Regions from separate parts of the Macaca mulatta genome. Here region 2 is linked to region 1. The links are chromatin contacts, called in public Hi-C maps. All regions are on one chromosome and are shown on one strand. Each heading gives the region's core, a stretch centred on a gene start, on an enhancer-like site or on the middle of the called end of the contact. The rest is flanking DNA. Distances are from core to core; before and after follow the strand shown.

Evidence for each region. A called contact is a pair of places that touch in the nucleus more often than the background predicts.
Region 2: a Hi-C map of liver shows a contact between it and region 1, with 3 times the contacts expected there. The contact joins the promoter of SAE1 here to the promoter of STRN4 in region 1. A contact is called at or near these places in 2 of 14 Hi-C or Micro-C datasets (fetal cortex germinal zone and liver).

Annotation. Positions count from the first base shown.
Region 1 is chr19:59,223,902-59,228,278 of T2T-MMU8v2.0, forward strand. STRN4 (striatin 4) reads right to left here and starts at 2,414. Exons shown (of 18, transcript XM_015124322.3): 1 at 2,100-2,414. The coding sequence starts at 2,381. It also overlaps a transcript of FKRP not described here.
Region 2 is chr19:59,608,709-59,613,085 of T2T-MMU8v2.0, forward strand. SAE1 (SUMO1 activating enzyme subunit 1) reads left to right here and starts at 2,581. Exons shown (of 10, transcript XM_077980743.1): 1 at 2,581-2,716.

The DNA.
Region 1 (4,377 bases), core at 1,164-3,663:
AATGAAATGACAGCTCGTATCTACAGTACTTGATACACAGCCCCAGACATGGTATGTGCTCACTAAATTGCAGCTGGTGCCGTTATTGCTGAGTGAGGTAATGACACTGCCTCTGCCTACATCACGGGGCACTGAGAAGATCTGATGAGATGTATGCTGGGAAAGAGCTTCGGAAGTAGAGAGTGGGACACAAGTGAGAGCAGTTACATAAGGATTCTGCTCCCACCCCAGCTCCAAGCCTCAGCCACCACAAGTGAGGGCAGGGGGAGAGTTACTTGAGGTCTTTACTCATCCTACGAACAAAATACCGTTTTTGTTGTTGTTGTTTTCTGAGATAGGATCTCACTCTTTCGCCCAGGCTGGAGTGCAGTGGTGCAATCACGGCTCACTGCAGCCTCAACCTCCGGGGTTCAAGCAATCCTCCCACCTCAGCCTCCTGAGTAGCCGGGACTACAGGTGCACATCACCACGCCCGGCTAATTTTTGTACTTTTTTGTAGAGATGAGGTCTTGCTATGTTGGCCAGGCTGGCCTGGAACTCCTGGGCTCAAGGGATCCTCCCACCTCAGCCTCCCTAAGTGCTGGGATTACAGGCATGAACCACCGCACCCCACCCCTACCGACAAAATTCTCATCAGTTATTTATTTGGGTGCCAGCTTCCACTAGATAGAAAACGGCAAATCGGAAGGGGAAACGTGGGCTGCTACAAGGAATACTAGCAGAAAAGTACTGACAATTTCTGCTAATAATAACCCAGTCCAAGAATCTTCAGACCTCCAGTGGGCCATTCCTAATCCCTTCAAATCCGGACATCTCCATGATCCTCCAGTCACTGCCAATGGACCTGATGCTCCACGAGGTCACAAACCCCAGCCCAACTCTTCAGACTCTTCCATACATCAGCCCGGAGCACATCCCTGTCCCAAGCTACCCCACAAACCATGGGGTCTTTTCCCAGGACTTCCACAAACATATCTCCTTCCCCCCAACCCCACCCTACCCCCGTTCTCTCTGAGATGCCTCCTCATGTTGCCTTCGGGCTCTACAAAATTCTCCCCCTTAAAGCATCACCCCAGGGTAACACCTAACTCGTCCTCATTGGCACCATCCCAGGACCCTCACCTCCATACTGGACATGCCCGACACCCCCACACTCCAGTTCAGGGTTCTCTTCCTACATCCTACACACACGTCCCATCTCAGTGCCATCGCGCCCACTCCTGCACACCCCCAAGTGGAATTTCCACTCTCAAGTTCTCCCACCCAGGCTCCTAGGGTACATCTCCTGCTCTGTCCACACTTCCACTCCAAAGATCCCTTCCCTGCACTCTGCAGCCACACATGCCCGGGATCCCCAAAGTTTCCCCTAAGAGGGAAAGGCACACACCTTCATCCTGGACCCCTCGAAACTCTCTTCCCACCTCTCGGGTCCTTACACAGCCACCCTTCCGTGCCCACTGTCCAGTCGCCCCGAAACACACCCATCTCAGGCTCCCGGACTTCCTCTCCCTAACTCCTCCCGGTTCCCGGTCTGGATCCGCTCTTTCCCAGCGTGTCCCAAGTCCCCCCTCGGACGCTTCTACTTCCCACCTGCACCTGGCTAGGGCCGGGGTCGGGGGTCCCTCTGCGCCCGCCGAGCTTCTGCTCACTCCCACAGGAGACCACTGAGGTCTTTCCCAGACCCCTCCAGCTCCTCTCCACACCCTTTCCCGAGTTCTCTTGGGCTCCCCTCCAGGGCCCGAGTCGCCTCTCTCAGGAGCCCCGCGGCCGGCGCGCTCAGTTCCAGTCCCAGTCCCACTCCCAGCCAGTTCTGGTACCTCGGCCCCTCTCTCTCGGCCGGTCCCGGTGATCCCTCCCACTCCCGGTCCCTCCACTCCCACCTCGGGCCGTCCCGGTCCCCTCCCACCCGGGGTGCCCTCAGGACACCCCTCGGACGGCCCCTCACTCGCCCTCCGGGACCGTCGCGGTCCCCTCCCGCCCCCCCCCGGCCGTCCCGGCGGCCATTGCTCCAAGATGGCGGCGGCGGCGGCGGCGGGTGAGGCCGGGCCGGGCCGGGCCGGGTGGGGTTGGGGGGTCGGGGGTCCCGGGACGGCGCTCACCTGTAACTCGGCGCGCTCGGCCTCCCAGCGGGCTTTCTCGGCTTCAAAGCGCGCCCACTCGTGCTGGATAAAGTGCAGGATCCCCGGCAGGCTCAGGGGCTCCGGGCCCGCCGTGGGCCCAGGGCTGCCTCCGCCGCCGCCTCCCTTACCTGCCGGGCCCGGCCCGGGGGCAGGGGCGGAGACCGGGGCCGCCCCAGTGGGGCCAGGGCCCGCGCCTGAGCCGAGCGGACGGCAGGAGGAGGCGGCGGCGGCGACCGCGGCGGCCGCTCGCTCCTCCATCATGGAGGCCCCGGGGCCGGCCCGCGCGCCCGCTGTGCTTCGCGCGCCTGCGCGGGCGCTCCAACACCCCCCCCCCCCGCACCACACACACCACCACCGCGCGCGCGCCTGACGGAGGACAGTGGGAAGAGGGGCTGGTGGCGAGCGCGAGGCCGGGCACGAGCCTCGCCCACCCGGGTCGACCCCGAGGGCTAGCGTGCCCGCGCGGGGGGCGGCGAGAGGGAGATCGCGCCCCGAGGAGGGCGAGGGAGACCCAGACCCCGCACGACGGTCCCCCTCGCTGGAGTGAGACTGAGGAAGGGGCCACTTTCTGCCCCCCTCCTCCTACTCCGCCCCAGAAAAAGAGCCTTACCCCTTCCACACCCAAACATCACTCTCCTGGACAATTACTTTTACTCTGAGAGAAAGGGCGACCAGCAGTGGCCCCATCCTCTCTGATTCCTGTCCAGGTCGGTTGTCATGGTAACCTTTCCCCATTGGTGGGGGCGAGTTGGTGGGGGACAGCCTTCCCCTCCCTTCCACCTTTGTGGTTATGGAGCCCCAAACCTCTTCGGACTCTGCACCAGGAGAAGGTTGCTAAGGTAACCTAAGTCCCTGGTGGTCCTTCTGCTCCTTTCCTCATTGGTTACTATGGCAACCCCCCACACCTAGCATTCAGGTAGAAAGTACCCCAGCCCCAAAGACGCTGATCTCTAAGAGAAGCACGTCTTCCCCAGCCCCTCCCCCATAGCCACCTAGTTGGCATTACCATGGTAACCGTCTTCCCCTTCCCATTGTGGGAGGCCCATGCACCAAACCAACCAGGTGTTTTTATTTAGAGGAGGAGATGCTCTGCTGAGGGGCAGTTGCTATGGTTACAGGGCCTGGACCATCCTCTGGGGGACGAGAAACAGGCAAGGTCAAGGCCTGGTTACTATGGTAATAGAGAAGCCCCCTTCGAGTGACCCTAGGAACCAAGCCCAACCAAGGAGGGGAATTTTTTTTTTTTTTTTTTTTTTGGAGACGGAGTTTCACTCTTGTTGCCCAGGCTGGGATGCAATGGCCCGATCTCGGCTCACCACAACCCCTGCCTCCCTGGTTCAAGCCGTTCTCCTGCCTCAGCCTCCCGAGTAGCTGGGATTACAGGCATGTGCCACCACGCCTGGCTAATTTTTTTTTTTAGTAGAGACGGGGTTTCTCCATGTTGGTCAGGCTGGTCTTGAACTCCCGACCTCAGGTGATCAGCCTTAGGCCCGCCTCAGCCTCCCAAAGTACTGGAATTACAGGTGTGAGCCATCACCCCTGGCCAGGGGATGTTTTAAGAATCTCTGAGAGGTGGAGTGTGTCTAGGGAGGGGGTTGTCATGGTAACAGCTTCTGTTGGCTTCTAGCCCTACCTTTTCTGGACACATTCATGCTAGAGGGATGGTTATAGGTTGCTGTAATAACTGACATCCCTCCCATTCACCCCACCCCACTCCTGAGACACCCCAGGTGGTGCCTGAGATTATGGGACTTCAAGAGAAAGGATTCCCTGACCTTTCTCTTGCCACTATTGTGGATAAGATGAAATTGTGCTCTATTGTACAGAAATGGCTAATTTGGGGTTTTCTGGTTCTCCTCTCAGGAGTGCAGCTCAGCTGGGCTGGAACTGCCCTCCTGGAACTCCCCCAGCCTGCAACCTAGGAGGTAAAAAGTCCCTCAGTGTCACCCGCATTCTCATGGAAACTGCCCTTCCCTTATTTCCTAAGGCTTTCCCATGTCTCTCATTTTTTTCTTTTCTTTTTTTCCTTTTCTTTTTTTTTTTTTTTTTGAGACAGAGTCTTCCTCTGTTGCCCAGACTGGAATGCAGTGGTACGGTCACAGCTCACTGCAGCCTCCACCTCCTAGGTTCAAGTGATTCTCCTGCCTCAGCCTCCCGAGTAGCTGGGATTACAGGCGCCCGCCACCACGCCTGGCTAATGTTTTGTATTTTTAGTAGAGACGGGGTTTCACCTTGTTGGCCAGGCTGGTCTCGAACT
Region 2 (4,377 bases), core at 1,331-3,830, 380 kb after region 1:
ATTACAGGCATGAGTCACCGTGCCCGGCCTAATTTTTATATATTTTTTTGTAGAGATGGGGTCTGGCTGTGTCTCAAACTGCTGGCCTCAAGTGATCCTCTCAAAGTGTTGGGATAACAGACATGAGCCACTGTGCCTGGCCTGTTGAAAGTTTTTCAACCATTATAGGTCCTTTGTCCCATACTTGCAGCAAGTCAATAGTGGGAGACACCAGGTTGCAGCAGAGAAAGAGGTTTAATCATAGGGCCACTGAAAACCAAGGGAGGAGATGGAAGGAAACCACGAATCCACCTCCCCAGGGAGTTCAGGGGTTTTTAAGGGTTTTGGAGTGGGTTGAAGTGTGGGGATCGTTGGTTGGTTGAGTGCAGGGTGAAGTAATGAAACAGGGAGTTGAAGAAACTCTATTCTCCTGTCAATTTGGTTCCTCTCTGGGGTCTTCACACTGGTTGGCATCAGCTGTTCTGCTGGAATTCAGGATCTGAAAAACATCTTAGGCACCTTTTGTTTTTTTTTTGAGACAAGGTCTGTTGTCCAGGCTGGAGTGCAGTGGTGCCATCATACCTCATTGGAGCCTCCAACGCCTGGGCTCAAGGATTCTTCCACCTTAGCCTCCCAAGTAGCTGGGACTACAGGCATGCGCCACCACACCCAGCTAATAAAATTTTTTTTTTTTTTTTTTTGTAGAGACAGGGGTCTTGTCATGTTGCCCAGGCTGGTCTTGAACTCCTGGTCTCAAGTGATTCTCCTACCTCAGTCTTCTAAAGTGCTTAGGTGGGATTACAGGCGTGAGCCACCACGCCAGATGCCAATTCTTAAATAAAAATACATGATTCCGCCAGGTGTGGTGGCTCGCGCCTGTAATCCCAGCACTTTGGGAGGCCAAGGTGGGTGGATCACTTGATGTCAGGAGTTCGAGATCAGCCTGGCCACCATGGTGAAACCCTGTCTCTACTAAAAATACAAAAATTAGGCCCGGTACGGTGGCTCAAGCCTGTAATCCCAGCACTTTGGGAGGCCGAGATGGGCGGATCATGAGGTCAGGACATCGAGACCATCCTGGCTAACACGGTGAAACCTGGTCTTCACTAAAAAATTAGCCCGGCATGGTGGCAGGCGCCTGTAGTCCCAGCTACACAGGAGGCTGAGGCAGGAGAATGGCGTGAACCTGGGAGGTGGAGCTTGTAGTGAGTGGAGATTGCGCCACTGCACTTCAGTGTGGGCGACAGAGACTCTTGTCTCAAAAAAAAAAAAAAATAGATGGGCGTGGTGGCTTTTTTTTTTTTTTTTGAGCTGAGAGTCTCTGTCGCCCACACTGAAGTGCAGTAGCAGGATCTTGGTTCACTGCAACCTCTGCCTCCCAGTTCAAACAATTCTCCGGCCTCGGCCTGGCAATTGGCTGAGACTATGGGCATGCCACCACACCCGGCTAATTTTTGTATTGTTAGTAGTGAGGGGGTTTCACCATCTTGGCCAGGCTGGTCTCAAACTCCTGACCTCGTGATCTGCCCTCCTCAGCCTCCGAAAGTGCTGGGATTACAGGCATGAGCCACTGTGCCCTGCTAAAAAGCCTATGATTCTAACATCAGAAATCCTCCCACCTCAGCCTCCCACGTGGCTGGGACTATAGGCTCAGTGCCACCACACCAAGCTAATTTTTGCATTTTGAATAGAGATGGCGTTTCACTATATTGCCCACCTGGGGCCATCCGTGTTTTCTTTTCTGTTATTTTTGTTTTATTTATTTATTTTTTTGAGACCGAGTCTCGCTCTATCTCAGGCTGGAGTGCTGACATGATCTTGGCTCACTACAAGCTCCAACTCCTGGGTTCAAGCGATTCTCCTGCCTCAGCCTCCCAAGTAGCTGGGACTACAGGTGTGAGCCACCATGCTCTGCTGTTTTTTTTTTTTTTTTATTTTTAGTACAGACGGGATTTCGCCATGTTAGCTAGGCTGCTCTCGAACTCCTGATCTCAACTAATCTGCCTGCCTCGGCCCTCCGAAGTGCTGAGATTACAGGCGTGAGTCACCGCGCCTGGCCTATTCCTGTTTTCTTAATGCTTCTCTCTCCCACTGGGCCGTGACTGCCTCCAAAGCAGAGATGTGTCCATTTTTTATTATTATTGTATGTCCAGGGCTGGGCACAAAGTGCAACGCATAGTAGGGACATGAAAGCCTGGGAACAGTGGCTGATGCCTGTAATCCCAGCACTTTGGGAGGCAGAGGCGGGAGGATAGCTTGAGACCAGGATTTCGAGACCAGCCTTGGCAACACATCGGGACCTCATCTGTATGAAAAAAAAAAAGAAAATTGACAGTTCAATGTCACCTCTGATAAGCCTTCCCTGACCACCCCTGTTACTCTGTAGCCCCATGTCCTGCTTTATTTTTCTCCAAAGCATTTGTCATCGCTGGGTTTATATTTATTTCTCTTTGGGTTTTTCTCACTGGATCGTAAACTCCATGAGGACAGGGCTTTGTCGATTTTACTCAATACCCTATTTTACAACATCCCTATTGCTGGGATCTCAGTATGCACGCCTTAAATATTTGCAGAATTTAAGCGCCTCATAAGTGACCACGTGGGCAACGCCCTCGGGGCCTTAACCGGCGCCATTTTTGGGGCTAGGATTGGTTGGACCCTCCGTCACGTGACATGCAGTTGCCGGATCGCCTTTGAGTCTCGTGAGGTACTTTTGGTCCCAGGCTCCTTGGACGAGGTACTGCGCAGGCGTGGGAGGGGGTCTGCGCACGCGCAGAAGCACCCCGGGTGTGCTGCCGGCGGAGGTTGGTGGCGCGCGGGGCTGGCGGGCGGTTGGCGTGAGCGGGACGTGAGCTGAGGCAGGAAGAGCCGGCGCCATGGTGGAGAAGGAGGAGGCTGGCGGCGGCATCAGCGAGGAGGAGGCGGCGCAGTATGACCGGCAGATCCGCCTGTGGGGACTGGAGGCCCAGAAACGGTCAGCGCCGGCGCGGCTTGAGGCGCCGAGGGTCTGGAGGGGGCGTCTAGTCTGAGGCGTTTGCGGCCCGGAAGGAGCGGGAAGGTGTGATTTGAAGGGAGGAGGCGGGAATTATGTGCCCCGGGATCGTCTCGCTCCTGAGGGAACTAGAGGAGTTGATTGGGGATGTTTCTGGAAGGTCTGGGAAGTGGTTGGGAGAGCCGTTCCGAAGGATGGGAGCTCTGAAGGGGGCTCTGATTGGGGAGTCCTGAGGGAGCGGGAGAATTCAAACTCAGGAAATCCGAGGCCCGAAAGCGGTGATTGTGGGATTTAGGTCGCGGTTAGGGGATAAGAGGGGCTGGGGTACGTGGAAGGGGTGAGGTGAAGGACATAGTTCATTCATTCGATGGTGTGGGACCCGGTTCCGTGCTGGATACGGGGGAGACTGGACTGGCCAACCGGGCCGACGGGAGCTTACATTCTTGTGGGTGCTCAGGGGCGGGCCAGGCTGAAAGAATGCGGGTTTTGAGGAGTTTTGGAGCAAGTTATGTCAAATGGAACTCTTGAGAGGCTCGGAGAGTCTGGAGGGGGACGGCAGTAGGCTCCCGAAAAGGTTGCTTGTGTCTGGTACGGGGCTGTGCCTTGGTAAGACAGGAGACATAGTTTGGGCATTGTGGAGTAGCTTAGGGATGGGGTTTTCTTTTCTTTTCTTTTCTTTTTCGACGGAGTCTCTCCCTTGTCGCCCAGGCTGGAGTGCAGTGGCGCGATCTCAGCTCACTGCAAGCTCCGCCTCCCGGATTCAAGCGATTCTCCTGCCTCAGCCTCCCGAGTAGCTGGGATTATAGGGGCCCGCCACCACGCCCGGCTAATTTTTGTATTTTTAGTAGACATGGGGTTTCGCCATGTTGACCGGACTGGTCTCGAACTGCTGACCTCAACTGATCCACCCGCCTCGGCCTCCCGAATGCTGGGATTACAGGCTCACGCCACCACACCCGGCTAATTTTTGTATTTTTAGTAGAGACAGGTTTTCACCATGTTGGCCAGGCTGGTCTGGAACTCCGGACCTCAAGTGATCTGCCCGCCACTGCCTCCCAAAGTGATGGGATTACAGACTTGAGCCACTGTGCCCGGCTTTTTTTTCTTTTTTTTTTTTTTTTCTCCTCTTTGTCGCCCAGGCTGGAGTGCAGTGATGGGATCACAGTTCACTGTAGCCTCGACCTCCAAGTCTCAAGTGATATTCCCTCTTAAGCCTCCCAAGTAGCTGGAACTACAGGCGCACCCCACCACATCATCCGACTAATATTTATTTATTTATTTATTTATTTATTTTTTATTTTTTTTTTTTGAGACGGAGTCTCGCTCTGTCGCCCCGGCTGGAGTGCAGTGGCCGGATCTCAGCTCACTGCAAGCTCCGCCTCCCGGGTTCACGCCATTCTCCTGCC